Linked DNA regions of Mus musculus: region 1 is linked to region 2. Evidence: chromatin contacts called from public targeted proximity ligation data. All regions are on one chromosome and are shown on one strand. The core of a region is the stretch at or near the end of the contact, and the rest is flanking DNA. Distances in the headings are between cores, read along the strand shown.

The links.
Region 1: a targeted proximity ligation map of trophoblast stem cells shows a contact between it and region 2, with 17 read pairs. A contact is called at or near these places in 2 of 39 promoter capture datasets (embryonic stem cells and neural stem cells), 41 of 484 Hi-C or Micro-C datasets (the 3T3-L1 cell line, CD8 T cells, the CH12 cell line and 34 more), 27 of 130 datasets of targeted methods (the NIH/3T3 cell line, astrocytes, bone marrow-derived macrophages and 21 more) and 3 of 9 other capture datasets (adipose tissue, liver and pancreatic islet).

The regions. Positions count from the first base shown.
Region 1 is chr19:24,277,723-24,283,475 of GRCm38.p6, reverse strand. It overlaps Fxn (frataxin), which reads left to right and starts at 2,886. Exons shown (of 5, transcript NM_008044.3): 1 at 2,886-3,069. The coding sequence starts at 2,911.
Region 2 is chr19:24,177,643-24,183,609 of GRCm38.p6, reverse strand. All of the region lies in intron 2 of Tjp2 (tight junction protein 2), which reads left to right. Among named protein-coding and RNA genes, the nearest start is that of Tjp2, 44 kb to the left of the region's middle.

The DNA.
Region 1 (5,753 bases), core at 1,637-4,136, 100 kb before region 2:
AGCACTTGCCATACATGCCGAATGTGGTGACAGACACATTTAAACCCAGCACTTGAGAGGCAGAGGCAGATGAATTTCTGTGAGTCTGACGCCAGCCTGGTCTACAGAGCAAGTTCCAGGTCAGTCAGGATTGTATAGTGAGACCTTGTCTCAAAAAGCAAACAACAACAACAACAAAATCCACAAATAAATAACATGTTGTTCCAACCACACCACCTGCCTCTATCTTTGTGACCCCTCAGATAAATCTCCAAGAATAATTTTGGTTTTGTAGAGATGAGAGCCCTCTCCCAAATGCTGACTCCTAGGACCCCAAGGCATGCTGCTGGAAGTCAGGCCCAGCAAATAAGCCCAACCTCCTCTCTTCTGGGCATCACACATTTCATAGTTAGCAATTATTATTTAAATTAGTGCTGTTTCTTACCTATTCTCAAAAACACTCATATCAGTTAACTGATTCACACACTTTATTAATCAGTAGGGGTTTTGGGGTTTTTTATTTTCTATTTTTTTATTTTTTTAGGTTTAGTTTAGTTTTTGGTTTTCTGAGACAGGGGTTCTCTGTGTAATTCTGACTGTTCTGGAACTCGATCTGTAGACCAGGCTGACCTCGAACTCACAGAGATCTGCCTACCTCTGCCTCCTGAGTGCTGGGATTAAAGGCATGCGCCGCCACCACCACCTGGCATGAGTCAATTCTATGTTAAGCTCACAGCAGTGTATCAGAGGCATGCCAGAGTTTGGATACTGAGTGCTACCAGTCTCCTGGGACACAAGGAGCTGTTCCCAGCTCCTCAGTAAACAGCGCTATGTCCTTGGCAGATGTTAGGGAGGAACACCTTGAACTTCTCTGATCTATAAGTAAATGAACAGGCTTACAGTCCCCCATCGTGGAAGTCATTGTTTTGGGAATATGTGCAACATCACTTCCGACCGGAATAGCTATCACTGGAACTTTCCATGCCTCTTCACCAGAACGTGCCCCTCCCTGGTACTGGCTTCTGTGGTTTGAATGCTTTTGTCAACTCCATGAATTCTTCTTGAGACCCTTAACACACACACACACACACACACACACACACACACACACACACACCAGTATTGGAAGATGTTGCCTTTGGATGGGTCTGGGTCATGAGGGCTCAACCCTTGCTATACACAGGGCTTGTTGGAGGCCTTTCTGTTGTGTGAGGAACAGCATTCTTCTCTTCCTCTCCAGAGGATCCATTTCTGTTCTTTATAATCTAACCAGCCTCAGGCAGTACATTACAGCAGCACAGAATGGACCATGATGCTGACCGGTAGCGTAGCCCTCACTGTTTTGCAGACTATTGGCTTCCATGGATGGGCACATGATCCCAGAGAGCCAGTTAGAGCTGTGATATTGAAACTAAGAAAAACTCCTTTTCTAAGACAGAGGGTGTAAGAGCCCTCGGACCAGAAATCAGGAAGCCAGGGTTCTAACTCCCCTTCAATCAGGGGGGAGTCACTTAATATGTCAGGGCTTCCAATTCCATATCTGAAAATTAGCTACAGGTCAGAGAGGGAGAAGGAGAGGAAGGAAGGAGAGAGAGAAAGAGAGAGGGGGAGGGTTGCATTAGCAGTCACTACAAACTTCCCCTTTCCTTTGTGGCTTTTTGTGGGAAATCAGAAGCAATAGTATCCCAAGTCAGGTGGTACATGGAGGATGTTCTTAAACGCTTTGCTGCTGACCGCTGCTGTCATTCAATCCTTCTTGAGACCCTGGAGGCAAAAGACTCCTCTGACACTGTCTCTTAACTCTTGAAGCTCAGAGTTCTCCAGTGTCATAATGGCAACCCGAGACAATGCACAGACTCCTTCTCACACTGACATAAAAGCCAGGAGAACTACCAGGAGTGTGAGGAACCTGTTGGGGCTGCTGGGGGGGAAAAAAAAAAAAACAGCTATGAGGAGAACCAATCACCAGTCCTGACTACTCCTCATCCAAGAAGCATTCGGGTACTTCAGCCGGGCACTTCCTTATTCCTACTGTTGTTTCAGAATCCCATACATGTATACAATGTGTTTTCGATCAAACTCACCTGCCACTCCCAACTCCTACCGAACCACCCCACCCCTCCTCCCAATTTTATGTTCCTTTTTAAATTTTTATTTATTTATGTGTTTATTTGTTTATTTACTTATTTATTTTGACTAGGTCTCACTATGTAGCTCCGGCTGTTCTGAAACTCACTATGTAGCTCAAGCTGGCCTCGAACTCCATATACCTGACTCTGCCTCTCGGGTGCTGGGATTAAAGGTGTACACTACCACCGCTCTGAATTTTTTTTTTTTTAAACCGACTCCACTTAGCCCTAACAGTGTATACAGTGTAGGACCATCCCCATGGAGCTAGGACAGCCAATCAGAGGCCATATCCCAGAAGAAAACTCACCCTCCCTCATCCTATAGCCATCAGCAACCAATAGTTCCTCGGCTGAGCCTGGGGCTACGGAAGCCCCTCCTCCATTCATGCTGCCTGGTACTTCTATTGCCTAAGAGATGCGGAATTTGAGATGATCGGGCAGTTGAAGCTAGCTGTTAGAACTAGTTTTGTTTTGTTTTTTAAGCAAAGCTATTTTGATCACCAGCGTATCTTCAGAATCACCCACTACCACTCTGTAAAATTGTTGTCAGCGAATAAACTTGCAGGGGTCAGTGTTTACACACTAGTGCTGCCCAAGGGATACGTTGCGAGTTTGGCGCAGAGCAGGTTCTGGGTTCTGGTTAAAGGTCTGCACAGGGCTGTAGTGCTGGACCTGCGCGCAGGAGCCCAGCCGCGGCGCTCGGGGGGGGGGGGGGGCGGGGGGGGGCGGGGGGGGGGCACGGCCACCAGGTGGCACCACCGAGTCCTCGCGCGGGGCGGAGCGGCCGCGGAGCTGGAGTAGCATGTGGGCGTTCGGAGGTCGCGCAGCCGTGGGCTTGCTGCCCCGGACGGCGTCCCGGGCCTCCGCCTGGGTCGGGAACCCGCGCTGGAGGGAACCGATCGTAACCTGCGGCCGCCGAGGCCTACATGTCACAGTCAACGCCGGCGCCACCCGCCACGCCGTGAGTACGCGCTTCGCCGGGCCGCACACCGGAGCGCAGGCCGCGCCCGCCCCTATGCCGGGGACGCGCAGCGCGCACGCGCCGAGTCGCTCTGGTTGCGCGCGCGTTTGGGTGCAGGGCGCGCGCGGTGTTTGCGCGGGCTTCGGACCTTGGCGGTGGGGATGGGAAAAGACGAGTTTCCGTAATTAACACAGGATGTATAGCGTGTGCAGCAGGGCGTGTTTATTATTGTGTGCACTCCGAAGTTGCCTTTTTCAGGGCGTGAGACTAATGGGGTTGTGGAGTTGCTCTGAGCAGGGCTTTTTGTTGCTTGTTTGCCTCACTCTGTATCCCTGGCTAGCCTAGGATTGGCTGAGTACCCCAAAGTGGCTTCAATCCTGTGATCCTCCTGCCTCCTCTCTGCTGGGATCACAGGTGTAGCAGCAGAGCCCTAGAGTCCAGCTTTTGGAAAATGAGGGGATCTTGGTTCCACGTTCTGACTGCGCGGCGCTGGAGAGCCCTGTGACCTTGGGGAGACCCTAACTGTCTGGGGGCAGGGCTTGGCTTTCTGTTCCGAGGAGATTAAAGGGTAACACCCATTTTGCGATTTTGGCGGGAGAATTAAACTGTATTCGCAAAGGCCTTAGCACTTCAGATAAGTCTCGGTTCTTAGTAGATGCAAAGAACAGAATCTGTTACTCCGTGGCTTGAAAAGACAGCAGTAGGGTGAAGGAAGGCTTTCCGGAGAGGGCCGTGATAGATGCCAAAGAACGGGTCTGGGGAGCATTCTAGGAAGGGGAGAGCTATGGACAAAGGTGGAGTAGGCTGTGGGATAATAATGTCTACAGGTTTAAACCCAGCTTAGGATTCTTGAGGTCCTGTCATTAAAATAAAAAACAATAATAAAAATAGGGCTAGCTTTGTAGCTCAGCAGTGACATGGTCACTTAGCGTTCAAGAGTTCTTGGGTTCTTTCTATAACACTGAAAAAGAAAGTTTAAAAACAAAACAAACAAAAGTGGACTGGTCAGAGAGAGAGACGGCTAGGGTTTGAAGGGCCGAACCTGTAACCCATGCTTCCTCAAACACTTTCTTGGATGTTTACTGCCCTGTTCTTCCCTTGCCTGGCGCCTGACAGCTGGGCTCCAGTTGCAGCTGTGCACTTTGGATTTCTGCATCTCTGAGAGCCTGAGCAACTTTGTCTTTGGCATCTCCGTTTCCTCGCCTGTACAATGCAAATACAGTCGGTCCATCTTTATGCTCAGAGTCTGTTCTCAGTGGCTCAATATCGTTTACGGTCCCCAGTTGTCTACCCTGATGCTCCTACAGTCACTTTGAAAGCGGCAGACTGGCCAAAAGCGCAAGGCTCATGGAAGGTGTCCCCTCCCGGCCGTTGTCCAACAAGGCTTGATTCCGCTGTCACGGAGTGAGCAGATATTCAGTCTCTTCAGCGAAATGCCTGTTTGCGTCGATGTACCTGTGGGAGACTTTGTCGTTTGAAAGTGGTCCCCAAGCCTAGAGCCACAGTAAACATAGTAAGATTGTGGAATGGCTTGCAAAGAAAATGTATGAAAGAAACACCTCACTCAGGTGGGCAGTGGTGGCACAGGCCTTTAATCCCAGTACTTGGGAGGCAGAGGCAGGCGGATTTCTGAGTTCGAGGCCAGCCTGGTCTACAGAGTGAGTTCCAGGACAGCCAGGGCTACACAGAGAAACCTTGTCTCGAGAAAAAAAAAAAAAAAAAAAAGAAAGAAAGAAAGAAAGAAAGAAAGAAAAAAAGAAACACCTCACTTCAGCATGAGTTATAAGTGTTCTTGCTTCAAGTTCAAAGCTGACAAACCAATAATATATAATAAATAAAGTGTCTTTAGACAGACATGCACAAACAGAATTATGCATACGCATTGGCCATTTGATAGTTATGACCCTGAGACTTATAGGGACCCAACCTGTGCCCCCTAGGAACAAGTAAGTGAGCACTGCAACTCTATAGGGCTACCCCCTCCAGCGGATGATGATGGAGTAGGGGATAGAGAGATGGCTCAGCATTTAAGAACACTTGCTATTCTTAGAGAGGATCTGGGTTTGATTCCTGGCACAAGGCAGCGCCCAACCTTCTATCACTCCAGTTCTTGGAGATCTGAGATCGGCTGCCCTCTTCTCCCTCCAAGGTCACCCACATACATGCTGTGTATATCCATATACTCAGGCACACACACACAAAATACAAGATAATTATTTTTTTTAAAAAAAAGATGATCACGATGAAGTTCTTCCCTCATAACTCCATGAGGGAGAAAAGGATTCTGTGAGTCCATTCAGCTAAAGACAGAGCAGTGCCAAGCAGAGAGAGACGACTCTCGAGCACATGGCAGCTGGTGCGGTGTAGCCATGGCCACTTGAGATACAGTCAGCATAGCTATCTTAGCCAATGGAGAGATGCTCGATCTGGTGCTACCTAACCATGACCACCTGAGTGAGATACAGCTACCACAGCTGTCTTAGTCAGTGTTCCATTGCTGTGAAGCGACACCATGATCAAACATTTAATAGGGGCTAGCTTTCAGTTCAGAAGTTTAATCCATTATCATTATGGTGGGAAAGCGTGGTATCAATGCAGGCAGACATAGCAGGAAATATGGTGGCACATAGGCAGACACAGTACTGGAGATCAGCTGAGAGGCTGCAGGCAGCAGAAAGAAAGTG
Region 2 (5,967 bases), core at 1,735-4,234:
GGAAGGACGGACGGAGGAGGAAAGGTCCAGGTCCAGCGAGAAGATTCTGGAACATGAATGACTGGGGCAGAGAATCAGAAGCCACAGCCACAAAGAAATCCAAGCGTGATTGCGGGCAGTGAGCTTGCCCGTGAGGTTGGAGAAGATGGGGTGGCCTCATGCGGACCTTGGAGGTTGTTTTGGATCTGGCTGCTGTAGCAAGCTACTGTGCACTGGAGGTAGGGGACTCAAGGCTCAGATGTTTCTCAGTCCTGGAGATGAGGCAGTCCAAGATCAGCATGCTGGATAATTCTGTTCTTTTAAATTTTTTTAATGTAATTTTATTAGTTTGTGTTTTTACCTGCATGTGTGCAGTGAATGCCCTTGAAGGCTAGAGAAGGGTGCTCTGGAGTTGCAGGGGTTGGGAGCTGCCATGTGGGTGCTGGGGACTGAACCCAGGTCCCTTTTAAGAGCAACCAGTGTTCTTAACTGCTGAGCCGTCCTTCCAGTCTCCCTAGATTCATTTCTTGATGAAGACCCTCTCTGTTTTGGCTGGCTGGAAGAGACTTCCTTTTGTTTGTTTGTTTTGTTTTGTTTTTCGAGACAGGGTTTCTCTGTGTAGCCCTGGCTGTCCTGGAACTCACTCTGTAGACCAGGCTGGCCTCGAACTCAGAAATTCGCCTGTCTCTGCCTCCCAAGTGCTGGGATTAAAGGTGTGCACCACCATGCCTGGTGAGACTTCATTTTTTAACATAGCATTTCCTCAGGATGAGGTGGGTAGGGGCAAAATGCCAATGAGTCCACTCATCCCATTATGAGGATACCACTTTATTTATTTATTTATTTATTTATTTTGCATGTCCATGTGTGAATTTGTATGTGTATGATGTATGCAGACGTGTGTGTGTGTGTGTGTGTGTGTGTGTGTGTGTGTGTGTGTGTGTGGTGTAGGGACAGAGGTTGATGTCAGGTTTCCTCCTGGATTACTTTCTACCTTATTTACTGAGCTGTTTCTTACTGGGCTCACAGCTTGCTGACTTTGCCTAGTTAGCTAGCTTGTCCGGGCATCCCCTCCTCACGTCTGTGCCGGGATTGACACGTACGTGGGTACCAGGGCTCTGTCTTTCTGCTTGTGTGGCAGGCACTTTATCCAGGGAGCCACCTCGTCAGCTCCCAAGGGTCCCACTTCTAAATCTAAGTTTAGACTGGTGACTTTATGAGTGCTTGGTGACCTCTCAGGTCTTTAAACAAGAAAACCAGCAGGATCTCCCTTTCCCAAGACAAAGATCCTCTTGGCTTCCAGGGGAACTGGAGGGGAGGGGAGACAGTGAGGCTGGGTCCAGGGCAGGCACCGAAGAGGCAGGTTTCGAGATATTCCACAATAAAAACACGTAATCTCAAAAATAAAAATAAAAGATGATCTCATAATGTTTTCCCTTTTGATTGTTATTAATTCCCAAAGTATTTTTGGAAACTCACTTCCGTAAAACTGTCTGTGGGTGATTCCCATCTTTACTCGTTTGATGATATTTTTGGAGTTTCTTCAACATGTTATTTATTTATTTAAATGTTCTTCAACATGCTTGCTTGCTTGCTTTCTCTCTCTCTCCCTCCCTCTCCCCTCTTTCTTTCTCTCTCTCTCTCTCTCTCTCTCTCTCTTTCTTTCTCTCTCTCTCTCTCTCTCTCTCTCTCTCTCTCTCTCTCTCTCTTTCTTTCTTTCTTTCTTTCTTTCTTTCTTTGCTCTGTCTGTGTCAACGCCTGTAAAGGGCATCAGATCCCATTACAGATGGTTGTGAGCCACCGTGTGGTTGCTGGGAATTGAACTCAGGACCCCTGGAAGAGCAGCCAGTGCTAGTTAACTGCTGAGCTGCCTCTCCAGCTCTCTCTCTCTTAAGTTTAAAAAAGAATGTATTCATCTTAGTTTATGCATATGAGTGTTTTGCCTACATGTATGTATCTAAGTGTACTACTATGTGCCCGTCTTTGGGGGGCAGAAGAGGGTATCAGGTCCACTGCAGTTCTGGATGGTTGTGAGTTGCCATGTGGGTTGTGGGAGTTGAACTTAGGTCCTCTACAGGAGCACCAAGTACTATTCATCACTGAGACATCTCTCTAGCCCATAGACAGAAGTTTTCACCGCTTAATAGATAATATGCTTTATTTTTAGACACTAGGAGTAATTTTTTTAAATCACAAGGTTTGGGGGCTCAGCAGTTAAAAGCATGTATTACTCTTAACAGAGGATATATCAGAGGGCTCACTGCCACATTTAACTTCAGCCCCAGGGGATCTGATGCCCTTTTCTGGCCTCTGAGGGCACTGCATTCATGTCTGTTGTCTCTCTGTCCGGCTCTCTCTGTCTGTCTCTCTGCCTCTCTTGTCTTTCTGTCTCTGTCTCTCTCTGTCTCTCTCTCTCACACACAGAATAAAAATAAAATCTATAAAATCTGAAAAGTTTTGAGTTTCTTTTTAACTCTAGTCATGATATATAAGCTGAAGTCCTACTGAGCATATTTTCTAACAGGTGTGAAATCACAACAGACTACATCAATTAAAATATAACCAACAAGTATTTTCCAGCCATATACCGTGTAATTTTTTGTTGAATTTAGGCCATTATGTATGACATAACGGCTTCACTTTGGGAATTAGATCGTCTCCCTTCCTCTGGCTTTCTCTTGGTATTTATCATGGATTATAATTTTTTAGTTTGTTTACTTTCTTGATTCTCCATCTCTATTTTTAAATTTCTAGCTCGTGTGCAAAAAAACTGGATTTCATTGACACACACACACACACATGTTATATCTTGCTCATATTTGCAGAAATACGGGGTTACTTCATGATTCTTTGTGCTGGGGTTGTGCCCATCTCTGTTCATCTCTGACGTTGATTCGAATGAGGACCTCAAAGTTCTAACGCCTGAGGATGTAGCTCAGGTCGGGTATATGTCTGTTAGGAATGTGCTTGTGAGGCCCCAGGTTCTGTCTCTAGCACCGTGGAGATGGGAGAGGAGGAAATAAGTCATTATTCTATCAGGGCGGACAGGTTAGGCAAGAACTACAAGTTCCACTGTTCAAGTAAACAGTTCTTTAGGAATGTAGGATTTAGAAAGCTAGATAGCCAATCACCTGTCTCCATTCTCCACAAAAGAAAACAAAATGAATCAAAGATGGGTAGTTTAACCACTGTTTCGAGTAAAAGGACCAATATGTGACAGCTAACAAGGAATGAGTAAAGTGGAGATGCCCCACCCCACTCCCAAGTAACTTTAGGGGATGGGGAGTGCAGCAGGGTGGCGCAGTAGAATCTGTCCTGAAAGGCTAGTGTTTGGAGTGAGGAGGGTGCAGAAGCCAGGAGAGAAGATGTGTTCCCCAGGGAGGGAAGAGAGGTTTGCCATTCTCTTGAGAAGTGTCAGGGATCATATGGGGCTTTAGTTGCTGCTTGGGCAATTCTTTTGACTCTGTCATTTGTCATCTTTTGTGTGTTTATCTTTCTCTTCATCATACTGTAGGCAGCTTTCTGTTATAAGTTGTCCTTATCTCTCTCTGCCTACCCTAGGGGATAGGGTAGGCATTTAAAAAATGTTTGTGGGAGGGGTGGGTCTGTATGATTCCAATCTGCCTTAGGTGCAGAGAGCAGCCTAGAGACTTTTCAGTGTGAGTTTACATTGTTTCCAACTGAAGAAACTAGGTAACCATGTTGTAAGTATATACACACATAGATACATATGTATATAAATATATTCTCTGTATGTGTGTGTGGTACAGAATATCTCTGCATATAGATCTCAAATCTTAACTTACTTTTTCTTTCATTACTGGGCTAGATGCTGATACAAACTAGGCAAGCACTTTAACCCCACCTCACCCCCCTTTTTCTGTTTAGGTTTTCCTAGAACTGGCTGTATAGTTCAGGCCGACTTTGAACTGGAGACTTTTCTACTTCAGCTAGTATGATCTGGTTTCTTTCTTAGAACCCTCTCTCTCTGCTGGTGAGAAAAATCTTAACATTCCATAGGAAATCTGACTAAGTGCATTAAGTTTGTTATGTTTGTTTGAGTTATTTTATTTTATTTTATTTATTTATTTGAGATGGGGTCTTACTTTGTAGCCCTGTCTGACTTGAAGCTCACCATGGAGACCAGGCTGTCCTGCAACTCAAGAGATCCATTCTACTTCCAGTGTGCTGACACAGATTTATTTTAACTAATCTATTTCAGAGACTTAATAAGTCATAATTTACAAACTACAGAAGCATTGTCTGTAATTAAAAAAAAAAGATTTATTTATTGTTATGAATAAGTATGCTGTAGTTGTCTTTAGACACACCAGAAGAGAGCATCAGATCTCATTACGGATGGTTGTGAGCCACCATGTGGTTGTGGGATTTGAACTCAGGACCTCTGGAAGAGCAGTCAGTGCTCTTACCTGCTGAGCCATCTCGCCAGCCCCCATTGACTGTAATTTTAAGAGGAAAACTCTATTCATAATGCTGTCATCAAAACATTTTCCAAGTATACTTTCTTTTTCTTACATATTTTTCATGCTTTATTAATGTGATCATAGGTTAGATAAAACTTGTGTTCATTCTCATTGACAGATTTTTGTTTGTTTGTTTCTCAAGACATAGTTTCCCTGTGTAGCCCTGGCTGTTCTGGAATTCACTCTGTAGACCAGCCTGGCCTCAAACTCACAGAAATCTGCCTGCCTCTGCCTCTTGAACGCTGGGATTAAAGGCCTGCATCACCCTTGCCCGGCCCCTTGACAGTTTATTAACATTGTCATTATTATTCTTGCTATATAAATTTTCTCATATTGTAGTTAACCCTTCTGTACTGGCTAGTTTTGTGTCAACTTGACACAGCTGGAGTTATCACAGAGAAAGGAGCTTCAGTTGAGGAAATGCCTCCATGAGATCCAGCTGTAAGGCATTTTCTCAATTAGTGATCAAGGGGGAAAGGCCCCTTGTGGGTGGGACCATCCCTGGGCTGGTAGTCTTGGGTTCTATAAGAGAGCAGGCTGAGCAAGCCAGGGGAAGCAAGCCAGTAAGTAACATTCCTCCATGGCCTCTGCATCAGCTCCTGCTTCCTGACCTGCTTGAGTTCCAGTCCTGACTTCCTGGGTGATGAACAGCAATGTGGAAGTGTAAGCTGAATAAACCCTTTCCTCCCCAACTTGTTTCTTGGTCATGATGTTTGTGCAGGAATAGAAACCCTGACTAAGACACCCCCCCCCCTTTAGTTTTGTCTATACTGATGATTACACATGGCCTCCTACATGCTAGGCAGGAATTCTACCACTGAACCACATTCCTGGTCCTTGAGATAGGATCTTGCTAATTTGCTCAAGCTAGTCTGGGTAGGTCATGACCTTGAACAGCTCCCTTCCAAGCAGCTAAACAGCTAGGATTACGGGCCTGACTAGTTTATGTGTTTGTATTTATAGTTTTGTTTTTCATTGAAGCAGAGCCTCCCAGGGAAGTTGAGGCTGACCTGTAACTCAAAATTCTCCTGTAAGAGTGCCAGGTTATAGACATCGGTTACTACACTATGCCTGCTTTCTGTCAAGTAGGATAGGATTTAATAGCTCTTTATCCCTGGCCATAGATGACTTCCATCTCTTCTGACTAGGAATGGACACCTTGGGAAGTAATGAAACTTTGATATGGAACAATTTTGGCCAACTTCAGCGGTGGGTCTATCTGAAGCAATTAGGTTCAGAGTCTGTATTTCTTCTCATTTCTCTTTTGAAAGAGGGATGATGTCATATAGCCCAGGCTGGCCTTCAACTCAGTATATAGCAAAGGGGACATCTAATTCTCCTGTCCCCAACTTCTGAGTGTGCCACCACATCGTTTATGTTGTACTGGGGGTCAAACTCAGGACTTCCTGTGCTGGCTAAGTCTACCAACCAAGCTGTATCTCCAGTCCCAGTCAGTTCTTGACTGACTTCCTCACAGTTCTGTGTTAACTGACTATGTTCCCCC